Regions from separate parts of the Pan troglodytes genome. Here region 2 is linked to region 1. Evidence: chromatin contacts called from public Hi-C data. All regions are on one chromosome and are shown on one strand. Each heading gives the region's core, a stretch centred on a gene start, on an enhancer-like site or on the middle of the called end of the contact. The rest is flanking DNA. Distances are from core to core; before and after follow the strand shown. Region 1 has its middle 61 kb from the start of ARNTL. Region 2 overlaps ARNTL (aryl hydrocarbon receptor nuclear translocator like).

Region 1 (4,317 bases), core at 1,613-4,112:
GAGGTGTAAAATATCAGAAATGGAGGCCTCATGAGTGGAGAGTCCGTGATGAGAGGAAAGTGATGAGCCTGTTTCTTTTTTTTTTATTATTAAAAAAAAATCCTTTATTTCAAATATTTTTCTCTATTGTTTTCTACTTTTTTAAAATTTTACTCTAAGTTCTGGGATACATATGCAGAATGTGCAGGTTTGTTACATAGGTATACATTTGCCATGGTGGTTTGCTGAACCCATCAACCCATCATCTAGGTTTTAAGCCCCTCATGCATTAGGTATGTGTCCTAATGCTCTCCCTCTCCTTGTCCCCCACCCCCCAACAGGTTCCAGTGTGTGATGTTCACCTCCTGTGTCCATCTGTTCTCATTGTTCAAATCCCGCTTATGAGTGAGAACATGCAGTGTTTGGTTTTCTGTTCCTGTGTTAGTTTGCTGAGAATGATGGTTTCCAGCTTCATCCATGTCCCTGCAAAGGACATGAGCTCATTCTTTTTTATGGCTGTATAGTATTCCACGGTGTATATGCGCCACCTTTTCTTTATCCAGTCTATCATTGATGGGCATTTGGGTTGGTTCCAAGTCTTTGCTATTGCAAATAGTGCTGCAATAAACATATGTGAACATGTGTCTTCATAGTAAAATGATTTATAGTCCTTTGGGTATATACTCAGTAATGGGATAGTTTCTAACACAGAGGTTTTATCTGTGTTCATCAGGTGAACTCCCATTAAATTCCTCTTTGGGCACCTCCTTGGTGAAGTTTTCTTTATTCTTCTCTTCAAAAGTTAAACCTTACTGCTGTGCTTTGACATACCTCATTTTACAACTTAGTTCACCATGTTGTCAGTATCCATTATGCTGGGCTTCCCTCCCAGAGTGTCTTTCTCACTTCTCATTTTCACATTTCTGGCACCAACAATAATAATAGCAACAATAACAGAAATTATCTCATTAAATCCTTTCAATTACCCTGTGAAGTAGATACCTATTGTTTGGGGGCCTTTTGTTTTTGTTTTTGAGACAGGGTCTCTCTCTGTCACTCAGGCTGGAGTGCAGTGTTCCAATCACAGCTCACTGCAGCCTCAACCTCCTGGGCTCAAGTGACCCTCCAACCTCTGGAATAGCTGGAACTACAGGCACACACCAACACTCTAGGCTAATTTCTGCATTTTTTGTAGAGACAGTGTTTCACCATGTTTCCCAGACTGGTCTCGATCTCCTGACTTCAAGCAATTCACTCATCTCAGACTCCCAAAATGCTGGGATTACAGGCATGAGCCACTGTACCTGGCCTAGATACCTATTGTTAGCCTCATTTTACAGATGAGGAAACTAAGACATAGAGAAACGAATTGTCCAGGGTGGCATTGCTGGTAGTTTGGCTTCGGATTGGTATCTGAGCATTCTAACTATAGAGCTTACACTCTGATCCTCCAGTCACACTGTTTAGATAAGAATGATAACATTTGGGGGACATTTAGGGGAAACAAAGGACTAGACAAACCACCTTGGGAGGCTGGTCTCATTTTTATCCCCTTTTTGCCAATAAAAACAAGCCTTAAGTCATGCCCAAGAAAGGAAAAGGGTCTGGATCCATGTCCTCAGACTCTCAGATACTGTTCTCTACTCCCAGCGTATGTGCTCATTAGATATCTATAAAATAAATATATGAATAAAATAAAGGAAGGAGAGAGTGGGTGAAGGAAGAAGAAAGGAGGAAGAGGAAAAAAGAAGGAGCAAAGGAAATAAAGGAAGGGAAATCAAATAGAATACTGCACTCAGCTATCTCTTAAACTCAATCAAAGCTGGCTGGTAATGCAAATATTGTAATTCACACAATGTACTGAGTGAACATTTTGAAAGAAGACTCTAGGAGTGAAAGCTTTAAATCAAATGAAGCTTCATTAATGTGAAACATCAGAACATCACAAGCTGATGGGGAAGTGCTTGAGAATAGCAAGGACTTCCCAGACCCCAGGTATAGAAGTCAGCAATAGATTTACTCCTGCAAGTCTGATACAATTTCTTGGAATAGCAAATTACATGAACTGTTGGTTACTTCAAAATCACCCGCAACCAAGAGGTACCTTCTTTTAAAGCATTTCTTGGTGTTTGCTTGTCCTTAAGCTACACCATTAACCTCCTCTATTATTCTGTGACCCAAATGGATCATCAAGATGAATGAAAACTCTAATTTTTTCACGGGGATTTTCCTTTTTTTGGTCCTATAGACACCGTGTGTGTCTGTGTGTGTGCATGTGTGGGTATTTTCTGTGTTTCTCTGTTGCTGCCTGCCTCAGGAAGAGACACTTTCTGCAAGGTAGGCAGCCCTGCTGGCGGTACTTTTCTTAGGTTAATCAAGCCATGCCTTGTGGATTTTTCTACCACAGACAGGAAGGCCTCAGTTTAGCATATTGACAGTAACCATATTTTCCAAACCCCAAATAGGGGCAGGGTGTCTGACCAAGGACGGAGTTCTGCTTATGAATGTAGTCATATGAACTTCTCAGCAAGGCACAGAAATGACATCATCTGTCATTAGCCATTTTATGAATTGCCTTTATAGAAGGTAAAATGGCAGGACATTGGGTGCACCCAAGGGCGCAGCAGCTAGCGGCCCTTGGACCCCTCTCTGGAGTCAGTGATCTTTGTGGATCTTTAAGGATAGCCAGTGATCTTTAAGAAAGTTCAGTCCCAGACAGGGGGCCTCTCTGCCCCACAGACAGAGCTGGCTTTGGTGACATTGCTCAGGATCCCTGTGGTTATGAGCTCACCCTCGGGCCGCCGGCTGGTCTGCTGCAAGCTGCCAGCCTCTTGGGCAGTGAGTCAGCCATGGGCTGTCACTCCATCCTGCTAAGCCTCGGAACCCTCAGAAACCTCCCCAAACCCAGCACTGCAGCCTGGAGCACCACAGGGAAGCCTGCCCTGCCCAGCCCCACGGCCGTCCCAGCTTCCCTTTGCTCTGGTCCCTGGCAGGCAGGGAAGCAGCACTGGATGATCAGAATTCAGGGCATTGTTGAGAAGCCCCCTTGTCACACCCACAGCAATCCCACCCCCACCAGAGGAGGCTGCTGAGCTTGAAGGGGACTTGCCGGCACACACAGTGTTTCTTTGAAACACTCCAGAGATTTCACTGAATTAACCTCCTTTGTCCTTCACAGGATTCCAGTGAAATTAGTCAGCCTTAATGGGGAGCATCTCATCCTACTTCCCTTTCTGCCTGGGAGTACACCCACTAGCTTCTCCCTCCAAACCCTTTGTTTTTCAGCTCTCGATGGCTCTTAGGTCTATGAGTTAACTCTCACGGGACCACAATGAATGCTGAGGCAGAGGCCGGGGAATGTGCATTGAGGAGCGTTTACACATTTTATCCCACTGAATCTTCACCATTGACCTCAGATAGGAATTTTTTTTTTTTTGAGACCGAATTTTACTCTTGTTGCCCAGGCTGGAGTGCAATGACGCCATCTCCGCTCACTGCAACCTCCGCCTCCCGGGTTCAAGCGTTTCTCCTGTCTCAGCCTCCCAAGTAGTTGGGATTATAGGTGCGCACCGCCACACCCAGCTAATTTTTGGTATTTTTAGTAGAAACGGGGTTTCACCATGTTAGCCAGGCTGGTCTCAAACTCCTGACCTCTGGTGATCTGCCCACCTTGGCCTCCCAAAGTGCTGGGATTACGGGCGTGAGCCACCCAGCCCGGACATCAGGTGGGAATTTTTATCCCCTTTTCTAGATGAAGAAACTGAGGATCAGACAAATTATGTAGCTCGTTCAAAGTCATAAAACTTGTAAGTGGATCAGAGATTCAAATTTGAGTCCATGTGACTTTTTCACCCCTGCTAATTCTATTAACCAACAAATTGGCAAAGGAGCTGCTTGGGGAAAATCTCTTTCTCACAATATTTTTGATTTTTTTTTTGTAAAAAATTAAAAATTTCTTCCCAAAGCCCTTCACTTTAGGAAAGCTTCTAATTGACTCCATGACTCAGTTCTCAGTCATGGAGTGATGGAGTGATGTTTGACAATGTCATGACACAGTGTTACAAACTGCAGGCAGGGTGCGGTCACCCGCTTGACCAAGCATCATACCAGTGGGGATAATGCAGAGATCCTACAGAAAGATGACCATCAGGCCCATTACATTTGCTTTCAATCTTTTACGTTCAAAGAATAGTCACTTCCCAAGTTGATCCCATCTACCTGCCCCTCCACCCGCGCTGCCTGACCTCCTTCTTGAGCTCTTCTACCCTGGCCTCCAGTTTCTCTCCCCTGTGCTCTTTTGCCCATACCCTTCTTGCTGGAATTTTCCAAACCAAAGTG
Region 2 (4,284 bases), core at 276-2,775, 110 kb before region 1:
GGGCAAGAAAGAGATAGAGGTTCACCACACAGGCTGGCACCAGTCCACTGATATTGGCTACCAGAATGCTACTCAAAGATACAGAGGCTCAGAAAAAACCCAGAATAATGATCAGTTATTATTCTTCTACCAGGGGTGGGGCCAGAGCATTGGGAACATAGCACTCATGCCACCCACTTGCTTTCCCAGAAAAGGGCAGGGTACTCCAGGGAACTTGGGATTGCCTGTCTCTGGCCTGTGCCCTGGTCCTATGCTCCCTTTGGTATTCCTATGAAATCACCTCAACAATCCATTCCCAGGGCTCCTCCAAAGTTGCAATACTTATCTTCACTGCCTCCTACCACCCACCACTGCATCGTACTTACCTTCCCACTAACACATGGCAAATGTACTGCACCTTTTTCCATTAGAAAACTTTATAGCGTCTCTATAAGCTTTTCCCAAGTGGGTCAGAGAGCAACTGACGTTACCCTTACTTTGCTATCCAAATAGATTCCAAAATTCCCCACTCTCATTTTCTCTACCACTCAACAAATCTGTTATATACACATATCTTGGTCTGCTTATGCATGGGCTAATTGTTTGGCCATCTTCATGCCTGTGTCTTCTAAGACTGTGAACCCCTGAAGGGTATCTGTTTAATACAGTAGCTCCAGTGAGCACAGCAGGGCACTGTCAAGAAAAGCACAGAGACTGCCGCCCCAGCCCACCTCTGCCATGACTCTTAATGGGACCCTAGGCAAGTCACTCCCTTGCCTAGGCCTCTGCTTCCCCACCTACAATGAGATATACTTAAAACTAGTGTCTCTCTGAAGGCCTATCTTGTAGCTCTAGTACACTACAACGACACAGGCAAAAAAGCACTGGGTTTATGTCTCTTCATGACTACGTGAGCAATAATCACTCAGGGTTAGGCTCAGCAAGATATCACAATACTGTGCCTTTGAGTGGCACAGAACTGCCATTGCAATGTGTGAAAACTCTAAAGTGGCTATTTAGTGCAATGGGATGGATGTTTGTGCAGCTAAGTATAATGGACAATGAAGAATGATTTTATCTCCTTTTGAGAACATAAGTATACTATTCTATATTTATCCCTCCCATCTCCTAATTTAGACAGGGAAGAACTTTTTCTGATCAGCACCCACTTGCCAATAATTTCGCTCTACATCTAAATGGAGAACAGGAGTCATATAAGTTCACAGATTGAATGGATGGTTGATTTACGAAGCCCTTGAAATGTGGCTGCAGGCCGATGCTGGCAACCCCATAATTAGATATGGCATGCTCTGCAATGATGTATTTTTTAACTGTTTTTTAATAACTCAGTTCTCCTTCTGGGATGAGGAGAAAAATGGAATTTGTTAAAAATAAATCGAGATTTTAGTGGCTTTTCAGCCTTCTGCTGCTTGTTGCTCAAAATATTCTATAAATAAGAGAAGCCCTGCCCTATAGTGCACTGTAAACACCCACAGACACTCACAGCCAAATTCTTCCAATTATGACCCTGTGCCTGTTGCCAAGCTACTGCAAGGACCTACTTGAAAGGCAGCCATCTAGGCCATTTCCTGATTAAGCTGCCCTGTAGCAAGGAATCAAGGCCTGCTGCTTTGGCATTGTATCTAGTCTCAAATAATTACTCCGTGTTCCTGAAATTAAGCCCTTTCCTTGTGATAGAATTACAATTCAGAGGTAAGTGAAAGGCTAACCACTCACCCATCTGTCCGTCTGCCTAAGTCGTGTGTGCATTTAAGACCCTGAGCTGTCACATGTTAGACTTTATTTAAATCAGGTAGCAGAAGTGCACTCACAACAGCATCTTTAATTGCACTGAGCAAATCAAGGTCAAACAAAAGGAGGTCAACTATCGACATGACAGGTGAGTCAGATGCAGCCTGCCTTTCTGTTCAGTGGCTTCCTGACTCATCAGTTTGGATCACCGTTGCCCAGCCCAGCAGGCTGAAATGGTCATTTAAAAATCCATACCGTACCCCAAGAAGGCAATGCAGTTATGTCAGGTGTAGGGCTTACTGCTCTGCCGTTCAAATGCCAGTGTGTGAGTTGGAACTGCCCCGACCTCTGGGCTTCCACGCAGCCTCAACAAGCCATTGAAGAACTGCATGCAGAGAATCAGGAGATGACAGTGTGCCACATTCTCGCTGAGAGAAACTACTTCCAGCTCCTTAGAAACCAGAATGTTCAAAGCAGCAATGGAGCAAAATGGGCTCTGGCTGGAAACTAATCACCCCCCACCTCCCACCATGAGGTTTTCATGTCAGCCCAACTGGGTGAGTGTTCAAGAGAAGTGTCGTCCATATTGGCCCTGAGACCTTCAAAACGTCCTGTGACATGGCTCCTGTCCCAGGAACTCACTCTCTAAATGGGAAGCCCATTAATGAACAAGAGAACTAATATGTGGTCAGATTTTCCAAACTCAAAATTGAGACCTATATACTTGGAGGGGCAGTGTTTTTAAAAGTAGGAGTCCTGGAAAACTTGGGACCGGGGGCATCACAAAGCATTGAGCTCTTCAGGGAGGGTTCTGCTGGCCATCCGACGTGAAGGGGTCCTTCCTGTGACTCTCATGCTACCCCTGGGTTCTAATTTCTTAATAACTGAAGTGATCTTGTGTTCTTGTGCCTCCTCTGATTAGAATGTGAGCACCATGAGAGCGGAGACCCTCTCTGTCTTGCTCTTGACTGGTTCCATATCAACTAGAACAGTGACCGGCTCTTAGTAGGTGCTCAATTCATATTAACTGAAAAAAAGCAAATACACACCAGACTCTCAGAAAACCATTATTTATACCAATCTCCTTCAATCCCTACAGCAGTATTATGAGGTAAAATAATTAGATCTCCCATTCAATGAGAAAAATCAAGGCTCAGAGAGGGCGTGTGTTTTGCCCAGGGCTGCATCTAATAAGTGACAGAAGTGGAATTCAAAACCAGGTATGGAGCATTATGATCCTCCCTTTGTAATGAGTGTCTATTATTTTGTATAATTTAGAAAAAGCAAAAATGAAAACTCTGGAGGAAAAACTGCTCATCAGAAACAGCTTTATATCAACTAATCTTATCTGTGATGAATTCAGTTCTGGCACCCAAAATCCAAGTTCCATTTCCATCTACAGAGGACACTGGCAGCATAGCTACAGCAGGAGAAAGGATTCTGGGGCCTTCCTTATGAAAGGATTCTGTTCCTTTCTTTCTGCGGGGCCTCAAAAGCCAGGCAGGGAGTGGAGGGGCCATCGGCACCAGTGATCATCATGCCTATGGCTGCTGGATGTGGCAGGCTTGCTCCACGGTTCACTGGAAATGTTCCAAAGAGAGGCTCATAAGCAAGTCTGAGGTCGAAGAGTTAAAGTGTTTGGAATCTGCCTTCTCCCAAACCCATACCTTAAAACTTGGAAGGAAAAAAAAAAAAGCATTTTTTTAAAGACTGAAATTTCAAAAATGTTTAAAATGAAAAGTAGAGATTTACACTTACCTGAATTGAGAATATTAAACCCTGCTGAAGCTAAGTTTATCCCCCTTTTTAGTCTATAACTCATAATAAAATTCCTACTAGTCTGATGTTTTGGGCCAAAAAAAGCCTCTCCAGTCGATCCTCTAGATGCAGGCCATGGCTTGAGTTTATGTGCAAATCAGCAGGTACATCTCATCAAAATGGCCAGGCCAGTTCTCATGTGTGAATACATATCTCGAATATGGGAAATAAATGCAAATAGCACATAGTATCAATGAAACAGGTATAGTGTTGCCAAATTGCCCAACAACCCTTAAATACAAACATCCTGCAGAAACATTACACCCTTCATGGCTGTGAATGAGGAGCAGCACAATGACAAAAGAGCACATAGCCTGCCAGATCAGAAATTGTTAACTGGGATCCCTGGGTGGACTTCAGGGAAAACGTCTCATGAAAAATGCTGGGCTTGTATTTGTCTTGTCATTTATTTTTTTGAGAGAGTCTATAAATTTCTTCAGACTCACAAAGTGATCTGTGACCCCAAAAGACTAGGACTGCTCACCAACCCTTTCTGTTGCCACTCTTGTTTCATTTAGACAATGCTGCTAACACAAACAACTATACAGGAAGCCCTTTCACAGTAAACACAATGATGGTAACAATCAGAAAAAATTGTCCAAGCTCTTACACAGACGATCCAGCCACCGGAAACTGTTCAGTCAATGACAGAAAAGAGGTCAGTAGCTCAAAGGGACTGGAAAACTGCTGTGCCTTAGCTTGAGCCCACTGCCCAGACAGGGACAAATGGCACAA

What was found. A called contact is a pair of places that touch in the nucleus more often than the background predicts.
Region 2: a contact with region 1 is called in a Hi-C map of stem cell-derived neural progenitor cells, with 2.9 times the contacts expected there. The contact joins two enhancer-like sites. A contact is called at or near these places in 3 of 7 Hi-C or Micro-C datasets (induced pluripotent stem cells and stem cell-derived neural progenitor cells) and 1 of 1 other capture datasets (stem cell-derived neural stem cells).

The regions. Positions count from the first base shown.
Region 1 is chr9:17,363,761-17,368,077 of NHGRI_mPanTro3-v2.0_pri, reverse strand. No RefSeq gene overlaps it. Among named protein-coding and RNA genes, the nearest start is that of ARNTL, 61 kb to the left of the region's middle. Within about 2 kb of position 2,862, at least 6 of the 24 cell types and tissues checked have an H3K27ac peak or open chromatin away from gene starts, as enhancers often do. A contact at or near this core is called in stem cell-derived neural progenitor cells, where this site is marked.
Region 2 is chr9:17,476,067-17,480,350 of NHGRI_mPanTro3-v2.0_pri, reverse strand. The region is part of intron 2 of ARNTL (aryl hydrocarbon receptor nuclear translocator like); the gene reads right to left. Among named protein-coding and RNA genes, the nearest start is that of ARNTL, 52 kb to the right of the region's middle. Within about 2 kb of position 1,525, at least 6 of the 24 cell types and tissues checked have an H3K27ac peak or open chromatin away from gene starts, as enhancers often do. A contact at or near this core is called in stem cell-derived neural progenitor cells, where this site is marked.